Linked DNA regions of Mus musculus: region 1 is linked to region 2. Evidence: chromatin contacts called from public Hi-C data. All regions are on one chromosome and are shown on one strand. Each heading gives the region's core, a stretch centred on a gene start, on an enhancer-like site or on the middle of the called end of the contact. The rest is flanking DNA. Distances are from core to core; before and after follow the strand shown. Region 1 overlaps Inpp5a (inositol polyphosphate-5-phosphatase A). Region 2 overlaps Jakmip3 (janus kinase and microtubule interacting protein 3).

What was found. A called contact is a pair of places that touch in the nucleus more often than the background predicts.
Region 1: a Hi-C map of the N1E-115 cell line shows a contact between it and region 2, with 17 times the contacts expected there. The contact joins two enhancer-like sites. A contact is called at or near these places in 5 of 15 datasets of contacts at CTCF or cohesin (embryonic stem cells, large pre-B cells, pro-B cells and 1 more), 20 of 484 Hi-C or Micro-C datasets (the HL-1 cell line, the N1E-115 cell line, brown adipocytes and 9 more), 6 of 115 datasets of contacts at active chromatin or transcription factors (cardiomyocytes, differentiating embryonic stem cells, embryonic stem cells and 2 more) and 1 of 9 other capture datasets (liver).

The regions. Positions count from the first base shown.
Region 1 is chr7:139,465,654-139,470,683 of GRCm38.p6, forward strand. All of the region lies in intron 2 of Inpp5a (inositol polyphosphate-5-phosphatase A), which reads left to right. Among named protein-coding and RNA genes, the nearest start is that of Gm46004, 79 kb to the left of the region's middle. RefSeq lists an enhancer at 723-3,957. Within about 2 kb of position 2,503, at least 174 of the 459 cell types and tissues checked have an H3K27ac peak or open chromatin away from gene starts, as enhancers often do. A contact at or near this core is called in the N1E-115 cell line, where this site is marked.
Region 2 is chr7:139,063,605-139,068,305 of GRCm38.p6, forward strand. It overlaps Jakmip3 (janus kinase and microtubule interacting protein 3), which reads left to right. Exons shown (of 20, transcript NM_028708.2): 18 at 1,037-1,109; 19 at 1,702-2,654. The coding sequence ends at 1,087. Among named protein-coding and RNA genes, the nearest start is that of Dpysl4, 20 kb to the right of the region's middle. Within about 2 kb of position 2,222, at least 9 of the 459 cell types and tissues checked have an H3K27ac peak or open chromatin away from gene starts, as enhancers often do. A contact at or near this core is called in the N1E-115 cell line, where this site is marked.

The DNA.
Region 1 (5,030 bases), core at 1,253-3,752, 400 kb after region 2:
ACAGCAGCATGAGACACACCAGGGATTGGTGTGGTCAGTATGTCTTGGTTTGGGTTTCTGTTGCTATGATGAAACACATGGCAAGAGCAAGTTGTGGAGTAGAGGGGTTACTCAGCTTACACTTGCACATCGTGGCCCATCACTGAAGGAAGTCAGGACAGGAGCTCCAACAGGCCAGAGAACTGGAAGGCAGGAGCTGATGCAGAGGCCATGGACAGGTGCTGCTGCTTACATAGGCTTGCTCCTCTGGTCTGCTCAGCCTGCTTTCTTGTAAAACCGAGGACCACTAGCCCAGGAGCAGCACCACCAATAATGGTCTGGGCTCCTCAAATATCATGAGTTAAGAAATTGTGCTATAAGCTTGCCTACAGCCTGATCTTATTGAGTTGCTTTTTTTCCCTTAGTTGAGGTTTCCTCCTCTCAGATGACTTCAGCTTGTGTCAAGTTGACATAAAGCCATCCAGCAGGGTCTCTTTGGGAAGGAGTGTGGTCAGTTTACAGTAGAGTCTTCTCCTAGGGCACAGCTTCAGCAGATCTCGTCTTCAGATGTTTAGAGACATCTCACTGAGCTGTATCAGTGGTCCAGCAGCTTAGCTCCAGGCTAACACAGGTTAGCCTATTGGGCTTTCCAGGGCTGGACTGCTGCTTACTTATATAATTATTAATCTGTAAAGATACTTGTGAGAAGAGCCTTAGATGAAGTGTTCTTAAAAAAAATACTGGGTGCTAGTGCTGTCACCTTCATATGACAGGTCTCATTTCTCTTATGTCTTCGTCCTTCCTTATGTCTCTCATTTCCTAAGTCAGTAATGGCATCCCCAGTCTGTGGCACACTGGGCTGCAGTGCTCTAGTGTGCTTGGATTGCAATGTGCTAGGTCCCCCTGGGCCATAATGCTGAGGGGCATGCCACATCATTGTGGGCACCCCTGGGGTCAAGGTTGTCCTCAGCCTTTCCTCCAACTTCCTCAGAAGTTTGGAGGTTGATACCCAGGTTTAAAGATAAGGAAGTTGAGGCTTAAAGAGGCAGTGAGATATGCTCGCAGCCACATGGCTCAGTATTGTCAGGATCCGAGCCCTGTCACTGCCGTCCCAAAGCCATGCTTGCCAGTGACAAACAAGAACTGGGGGAAGAGGTGAGCAGGCCCTTGTGGAGAGAGGAGCTGCAGGACTGAGGATCTGTGGTGTGTGTGGTGGGGTCGGGGGGGGGGGGGGGAAGGACTGCTGCGCACTCAGAGTCAGGCCAGAGTGTGAGAAGCAGGCCCTGAAGAGGAGTGACACCCTCTCCTGTCAGGGTGGAACAGAGGACAGTGGCAGGAGACTCAGTAATGCTGCAGGCCTTCCTCTCCAGCACAGGCTGTGTGTCATTTGTCATGCCAGAGGAAAATGGGTGGAGCAAGACACTTAAAAAAGAAAGTTGGTTGGGCCATGAGGACTGTGCTCGGTGGTTTTGTGTCAACTTGTCACACGCTGGAGTTATCTGAAAGAAGGGAACCTCAACTGAGAAACTGCCTCCATTTGTTACAGCTCATGGAGCTGACAGGGGCTCTGGGAACCTTGGAGGCTCTGGACTGCACAGATGGGGCTCCCCTTTCTACTGTGTGCCTCACAGTAAACACCAGTGAGCTAGAGGTGGCCAGAGTGAAGAAGGACTTTACAAGACTCTGTGTGGCAAGCAGCTTCCTGAGAGAGCTGTCCAATGGCACCACAGCTTTTCTGGCTGTGCTCACAAGGCCATGGCCCTGCCGGAAAGCCAGGGAAACTAGCGGAGGCCTTGCAGCTCTGTGCATGCGGTCTTCAGTTTGAATTTGCTCTGATCTTAGTTAGAGGCACAGGCTTCTTAAATGAAAATGAATCAGTCTGTATAGTTTAGAATTCCTTAAGCATAGGGTCCAAAGACAGGACCTCGTCCCACAGCTTCTGTCTGTCACTCTTCACGGGCTGCAGGCTTCTCCTAAGTCCCCATAGGAACTGCTAGGACTTTTGCCCACAAGGGAAGAACACAGCAAGAGCCACTGGCCTCACCAAAAAACCTTGGGCTGTGCTTTTAGGCCAGCTACATTGCCTGCTCACAGGGTCAGTGAAATTTACAGTGTCCTGTGCAGAGCAGTGCGCCCTGACCCCCCGCCCCCAAGCTGGCCCTCTGTGCTAGGCATGGACTTGAGAGAGGTCGTTGGATGAGGCCTGCCACGAGCTGTAGCCACGAGCTGTAGCTAGTGAATCCCAGACTAGAGAACCACAGACCCAGGTATGGGGTGCCTGTTGCCCAGCCCATATGATGTGGTAGAGCCCCCAGCTGAGCCCCGGGCAGTGGGTGCTTAGAACCTGGCATTGGTCGCAGCCCAGAGAGCTCTTTTGTCCCTAGTGCTTATCCTGGTGGCCGGGCTCCTGTAGTACAGCCTGCAGGATGGAATTCCTTTTTAGGTCACCAGTACTCCTCTTTGGAGGAAACCTACCTAACAAGGCCTGGTTGTTGCTATTTTTAGCTCTGCTCTTGGCAGTGTACAGGGTCGATGACCACAGGCTCACAGTGTAGGCTTCCTGGGAGCTGAGCTGGCCCTGTACTCAGGCATCTGCACTGTGTCCCAAACAGAGAAGGACTTATTGTTGGAAGGCTGTGTTCCAGCCTGCATGGTGTATGTAAACCCCTGTGCTCTTTCTGGCCAAAATGTCTAGTTCACGCTTTTCCAAATATTTTACTATATTAAATGTTAGTTAATGTATTTTTGAGCTTTCCTTGAAGACTACATTCACAGAAATGGCACTAGAACCTCTCTGCAGCAGCTGCGTCATCTTTAAGTCAGAAGTGGCTCCTTGTGTCCTGGAGAAGACCTGTCAGTCCCATTGTCAAGCAAGGGCAGCACTGAATGGAATTCCATGCAGTCCACAGCTACTTCCTGTGGAGGGCTGGAGTTTATTTTCCAGGGTATTTCCCACCAGCGGTGCCATGATGTGACATCTGATAGCAGCTGACTTTACGCTCTATCCTCCAGACATCCTGCTGCCAGGCAACCTGTGAGGTCCACTGGCTTCACCAAGAAAACTGACTGTGTTGCTCTCAAGCCAGCTATGTTGCCTGCCCAGGCTCTTCAAGGGCACAAAGCTCCTTCAGGCAGCCAGTTCAGACCAGCACAGGGGCCAGCTGGTTGTCTTGTAGCTGCTATGAGGATATTACATGAGATCTCCAACTTCTCTGGTTTTGAGTGGGACAGCCTGTGCCCATCATGACGATATCTTGCTTGCCCTTGATGTAGCCTTTGGCACAAATGCTGATTCCAAACAAGTGTCACTTGTCCTCCTGTGCTGGGGACTTGGTTCCTACATTCTCATTAATACCTTACAACATTTATCTAAGGGGAGGAGTCACACTACAGACTCTCAGCTGTGGCTCGAGACCTCTGAAGCCAGTGGCAAAGCAAGAATCATAGTCCTGTGTGGTTCCTGGATAGCCCTTGCTTTTCCTCTGCTGACTCCACCCTTTGCTAAGTGGGCAGCTACAACTGGCTGGCAAGCTCTCTGGAGCCTACGGAGTGCTCAGGAGCTGTGGGTCAGACATTCGATGCTGCTATTATTAAGAATCAAATTATATGAAGTAAGTGACATAATGAAGTAAGTGACAGTGAGACTGAAGATCGTGATAGCCCTGGGCTCATCTCTCCTTAATGACTGTGTGGCGCTGTCTCTGCCTGTGGCCCTGGTTGACCTGCCTGTGCTGTGAGTCTGCAATTGCTGCTACATGGCATGAGTTACTGGTATCTCCACCCACAGGGTGTGCTCGAGGCACTGGCCCCAGGGAAATAGGTAGGTGCTGAATACCACCCTTCCCCAGGCTGGTATTGCTTGTATAGTGAGTTGAGCAAGCACTCTCATTTGACACTGAGGAGCCTTCTGTTCCTTAGCCAGTGATTCCTGGCACACTTTAGAAACCAGCAGTATACTATGAGCCTGCATTGTCACCATACACAGTGGCTGGGGCAGCCCTGCATGTGATCTCAACTGGGGCATGCGATCTGGTCCTTGTGCCAGCCTTCAGACAGGGGGAGTCACGTGGTCTGAGCATAGCTCCTCACTGCCATGGGCGCTGACACAGGCTGAGCTCCACAACAGGACAGCTGTAAGGAACCTGCCTTCTCATCAGCAAAGGAGGGAAGAACGGAGATTCCAAGGGAAATCAGAATTTCCCACAATCCAGGCTTGCTCACTGTGATGCTTCAAGGTGGGTTTCTAAAGACCATTCCAGTAATTCCAGAAGGGACTATCTTGGTGATTCTCAACTTTTTTAATGCTGCGACCCTAATACAGTTCCTCATGTTATGGTGACCCCCCCAACCATAAAATTGTTTTTGTTGTTACTTTGTAACTGTAATGTTGCTATGGTTATGAATAGTAAACAACTGCTTTTTCTGATAGTGTTAGGCAGCTCTTGTGAGAGGTTGCCTTGTGGGTATCACTTTTGATACCCAAAGGGGTTGAGACCCATAGTTTGAGAAACGCTGGACTATGGTCACTGGCTGAAGGGGATGTAAGCTTTGGGTCTCTGCCTTTCAATACATTTGCCTGATCAGCTACAAGCCTGTGGAAGTAGAGGACAGAGACATGAACTCCAGGCCAGCCCCCCACCCCAGCTAAGCTTGGCAGATTTTCTTTTTAGATTTATTCTATTTTATGTGCAGGAGTGGTTTTGCGTACATTCATGAGTGTGTGCCTCATGCATGCATGATACCCTCAGAGGCCATAAGAATGTGCCAGATCCCATAGAACTAGAGCTATGGGTGGTTATGAGCTGGAAACCAAAATCAGGTCTTCTGGAAGAGCAGCCAGTGCTCTCAAGTACAAGGCCTCTCAGCAGCTGGCAGACTTGTAATGTTCTCCCCAGCTCCTCCGCTTCCATTGTCTTTAAGCAGAACTGGACTATGGGGTGAGTTATCCACAGATGTTATTATGGTTATCTGCAAAGGAACAAGAAGGAAGCCCCTTTGTCATTGCACTCGAAGGACAGCACTGAGTCCTAGTGAACAGCAGCCATGACTCA
Region 2 (4,701 bases), core at 972-3,471:
CATCTGTGGGGCATTTGTTGCCACTGCTCAGCGGAACTCACATAAATTCATAGGTCTACCATGATTAGAGGCCCCCAGAGTTGAGCAGGACATAGGCTGTGAAAGAAGGGACCAACAGGGACTGCCTACAAACTCCAGGCCACATGGGCAAACACCTGACACACACACTAGGCACCCAGTGAGGTTGGGGAGGGACATGGTCTTCTGTTTGCCTGAGTTTCTAACATTATCATTTCTGACCCGACAGTCTTAGGACATTGGTAGAGTCCTGGAGAAAGATTTCCACTCTGTTTAGAGAGACGTGGCAAACTGGGGGCTGCTGGGGCTCATTGCTGGGCCAGCATGCTAACTACTAGCATGGGCTACTTGTCCATCAAATAAATGCAAGTCCCTAAGGTGACAAAGTCGTCCCCAGACTATATACTTGTTTCATTTTGTAACTTAGCCCGAGGGCTTGGGCTTGAATTAATAGTAGAACAATGTTAGGTTTGGAGCCTGGGCTTTCAAATTTAACTAAATGCCTGAATGTGATTGCTTGGTTTTCTTCAAGTTAGTCTGGCCCCACCCCCACCCAACCCACCCAATTCTTCAAGTGTCAGATCTGCTCAGGCTGTCGGCATATTTTGTTGTTTATAAAGCAACCACCACCAAACTTTGGTACTTTGTATTTGCTGGGTACTAGGACTGTCCTGTTCCGATGTCATCCTCAGCTCAGTGACACTCCATAGACTCCTGGCCCCAAGAAGCTCAGCTGGCAGAGCCTTGGGATGGGGCCTACCTCCCCATCATCATTTGGGTTAGCATTGTTGCCCTAAGCTTGGGGGTTTTCATGAAACCTCTTGCACCTACCCTGTCCTTGCCTGTCCTCCAGCTGGCCACGACCCCTCTCTATAGGATCATGGTTCATTTCTTTCCAGACAAGCTAAAACTCTTCTTTTTCTTTTTCTCTTTCTTTTTCTTTTCCTTTTTCTTTTTCTCCTCTTTCTCTTTCTTTTTTTCTCTCCTGTTTTTTTTCTGATTCCCCTTTCCTTTTCAGTTTTTATTTTTGTTCTTGTTTTTCTCCCTAGCTTTCATTCTCTGGTCATAGCTGTTCTTGGCACACTGAACTGGTGAGTACATCAGAGGCTGGCACTTTCTGGTGAAGGTCCTGCTCCTTCTTATGGGAGACACTGGTATACCCTGTTGCCTGGGCAGCTGCCTGCTTCCCCCCCCCCCAGGAAAGCAGAAAGGCAACTCCTGGGTCTTCCAAAAGCTCCGTGTAAAGCTACCCCCCTCCCCCAGAAACCAGAAACCCTTCTCCAGGCACTGGGCCCATGAGAGGGTATAAGGCATGCTCATGACCGGCACCCAGTGCCAAAGTCAGTGTTCACTAGACAGTAGAAGGTGGTTTTGTAATTTTCCTGTGTCCTCTGTAGCTCAGGTTTCATGTCCCCAAGTTACTGGGTCACCCACAATCATGGAAATGGTACGAGTGTAGAGCCAGTGCCCTGGCTGTAGACAAAGGCCACACTTGGTCACCACTCTCTGCTCAAGTGTATTATGTCACACTTGGGACATATTGACACTGTTCATCTCAGGGCCCTGGCCCTGATATCCAGAGGGTGCAGAGAGATCTCTCTCAGGGGAACAGCAGTTGTATCTGCCATCTCTTTTCATCCACTAACTCCTGTGCTCTTCTCCCCCCCCCGCCCCCCCCCCCAGCCCTCTGCAAAGGCAGACCTTTGTCCTCTAATGGGACCAGAGAGCAGCAGGTGCCAGAGAAAGTGTGGAGAATTGCACTTCAACACTGAAGACTTGCGAGTGTTTGGGCTCTGTGCCCCGCCCTGTGGAGGATGAGGGCAAAAGCACTGTGACCTGCAGCTACTGTCCACTTGGGGTGAGCCAGGACTGGAACTGGTCTTGCTGACTAGTGCTTCTCCAGGAGAGGTCTAGCTTTGACTGCTGGTGACTTTCAGCCCAGAGAGTAGGCCCCACCCCAATCACACCAATGTGTAATGTTCCCTGCCGTGCAGGGGTAAGAATTGCTCCCGTGCTGGAGCCCACACTGGACACCCACCTCGTTCCCATAGTGACCATCAGTACTCTTGGAAGAAGATCTCAGAACTGCCCAGACTTGCCCCTAGTGGCAAGATGAAGGCTGTGGTCTCAGTGGTGACCCTGGGTGTCACACTGTGGTTACTCACTGTGGCCCTGAGCACTTGATGCTGAACAGACCCCAAGCCCAACCTTGTTCTGTCACACTGGTGTCTCTGTGAGGACAGCTGAGTCATGACCTCCCACCGGCCTCCTACCCTGTACTCCCAGACACAAAGGCTAGAATCCTATCCCCGGCTGCTGGTCAGGAACACAGTGGAAAGATCAGAGAAGAGGCCAGGGAGCATATGGGATGAGTCTGCAGAGGCCTGGCCCTGAAGAGTGTGGATCAAAGCACAGCCAAAGTATGGTGGAGTTGTGGCCCTCCTAGCCTGGAAGACCCCCAGCAGGTGGGCCTAGCCTGAGAACCTCAGGTGGCAAGGGCAGGTGACGAAGGTAGCTGAAGATGGCCTCGTCCACAGCCTGTGCACATAAGAAATGGTCCAGAAGAGAAGGTGAAGACAAGATGCTCCTAAGGGACCATCAGCCTCAGAAGGTAGCCACAGTGCAGTGGCCTACAGGTAGGTGGCAACATCTGCCCACTGGGGGCAGCCTTCCTTTCTGCACTATTTGAAGCCTTTTAGCTTAATTTAATGTGCCTTTTGAGATATGAACGAGGTCTCCCCTGCCAGAGGAGCCTGAGTGGCTATGTGGGCAAAAGGCTGGAAGCCTCCTGAATCCATTTCTAGATGTAACCCACAGATATGGGCTACATACTGTCCCTGTTCCTTCTAACTCAGATGTCTGCGCTCTCTGAGGAAGCTACCATGGCTAGTGCACTCCAGCTCCACCTTGCTGCTTGCAAAACTGAGACAGAAGCTTTCTATTTCATCTGTGATCAGACCCCTCACATAGTGGGAGCTTCCCTGATGCCCCCACACACATAGTGGGAGCTTCCCTGATGCCCCCACACACATAGTGGGAGCTTCCCTGTGCCCCGCACATAGTGGGAGCTTCCCTGTCCCCCTCACATAGTGGGAGCTTCCCTGTCCCCTGTACAGTGGTGAGCTCAAATGAACACAGGGTACCCTCCTCCCCATCTCTACAGACTGGAAGCTCATCCCTGTGATACAAAATGCTCCATCCTGCCCAGTTCCCACTGAAGATGTCAGAAGCAGCAACAGTGTGGGCAAAACCAATCCACTACACATATAACACAAATTGAGCCCAGTGCCTGGCACATTAGAGAAAAGTTCTCTACTCTTGAGCTATATGCCTAGCCTTTCTTACCTTCTATTTTCAATCAGTGCTCCATTAAGTTACCCAGAACTCACTCTGAACCCCAGGGGTGAACACTGTGTTCCTGATGACTCGACCTTCCAAGTAGCCAGGAGGACAGCCCTAGCTATACTGTGGGTAGAACAGATTCCATGACAAGATGGTCCTGTTGGCTCCAGGCCCTGGGACAAATCAAGAGTTTGGTCCCCTCTGGGCCACACCCAGACCATTGTGAGAGGAGGTGACTGAGGAAAAGGCTCCCCAGATCTGCTCTGAGGCTCACTGGGAATTGGGAAAACACTGGGTGTGTGCATCTCTTGGGATATGGAGGCCTGGGGCAGCTTCCTCTGAGGGATGGAGCTTGCCCAGTTTAGGGAAGGGTACAGAAATTCCAAGTCCTCACACCCAGGGTTACCTACAGCTTGCAGTGGGGTGTTGGCTCCAGTGTGGCCCGTTCAGCAGAGACATCCCACCACCTAAGAATGTCGTGTGGTTTCCTTGTAAGTGGTCCTGGTGAGGCCGCCTGTCCTGCCACTGACAGAGCAGAGCCTAGAACTTACCAGGGAGCGTGGTGGAACCTATTGCTGAGCATGGGGGACAGAAGTTTATGAAGGCAGGGGTGGGAGCTTAGAGGATGTCACATATGGAGACCAAGCACGTGCTTCAGAGTGGTAGGGACTAGCCCCCTTTTCAGCTACAGTAAAAGAGAAGTGCTGTGTAGCCATTTTTCCTGTACATGTGCTTCTCCTCATGAGCTCTCCTGTGTTGGCTCCATGTCCATCCCTCCCACGTGTCTTCCTGCTCTGGGAGGCCCTCTAGGGTGAGCCCTCTAAGATGAGCCTCTCTTCCATGATCTGAGTCTCTAAACCAGGGTGTCTGTTGCTCAGAAAGACTAGCATGCCCCATGGACAGTGAGCTGGCTTTTGTGTGGCATGGTGAGTCACTCAGCAAGATGGTCTCCCACCAAGCCTCTTCCCAGGGCTATGGGCATTTCCCCTGGTGGGGCTGAGCAGGAGGATTCCAGGAGACAGCCTTGTTCTGGAAAGATGCGCTTGTGTAAAAACAGCATGAGTGAGATGAGACCTGTCTGTTCAGCAGGTGGTAGGAGGTATTTATTCATCCTTTAAGTCACATTTGGATGCATGTTCTTATGAGCATGTCTTACATCATTCTCCGTCTTCAGTATGGACACGGTGTGACTTCTGTGGCCTTTAGTGTCTATAGGCACATTCAGAAAGCTGACACAAAGGCTTGTTCTAGAAGGGAGCAGGAGACTCTCTGGCTCAGCGCTACAGGAAATGCCAACATGAGCCACACGGGGGCACTCCAATCAAGCAAACTGTGACTAAA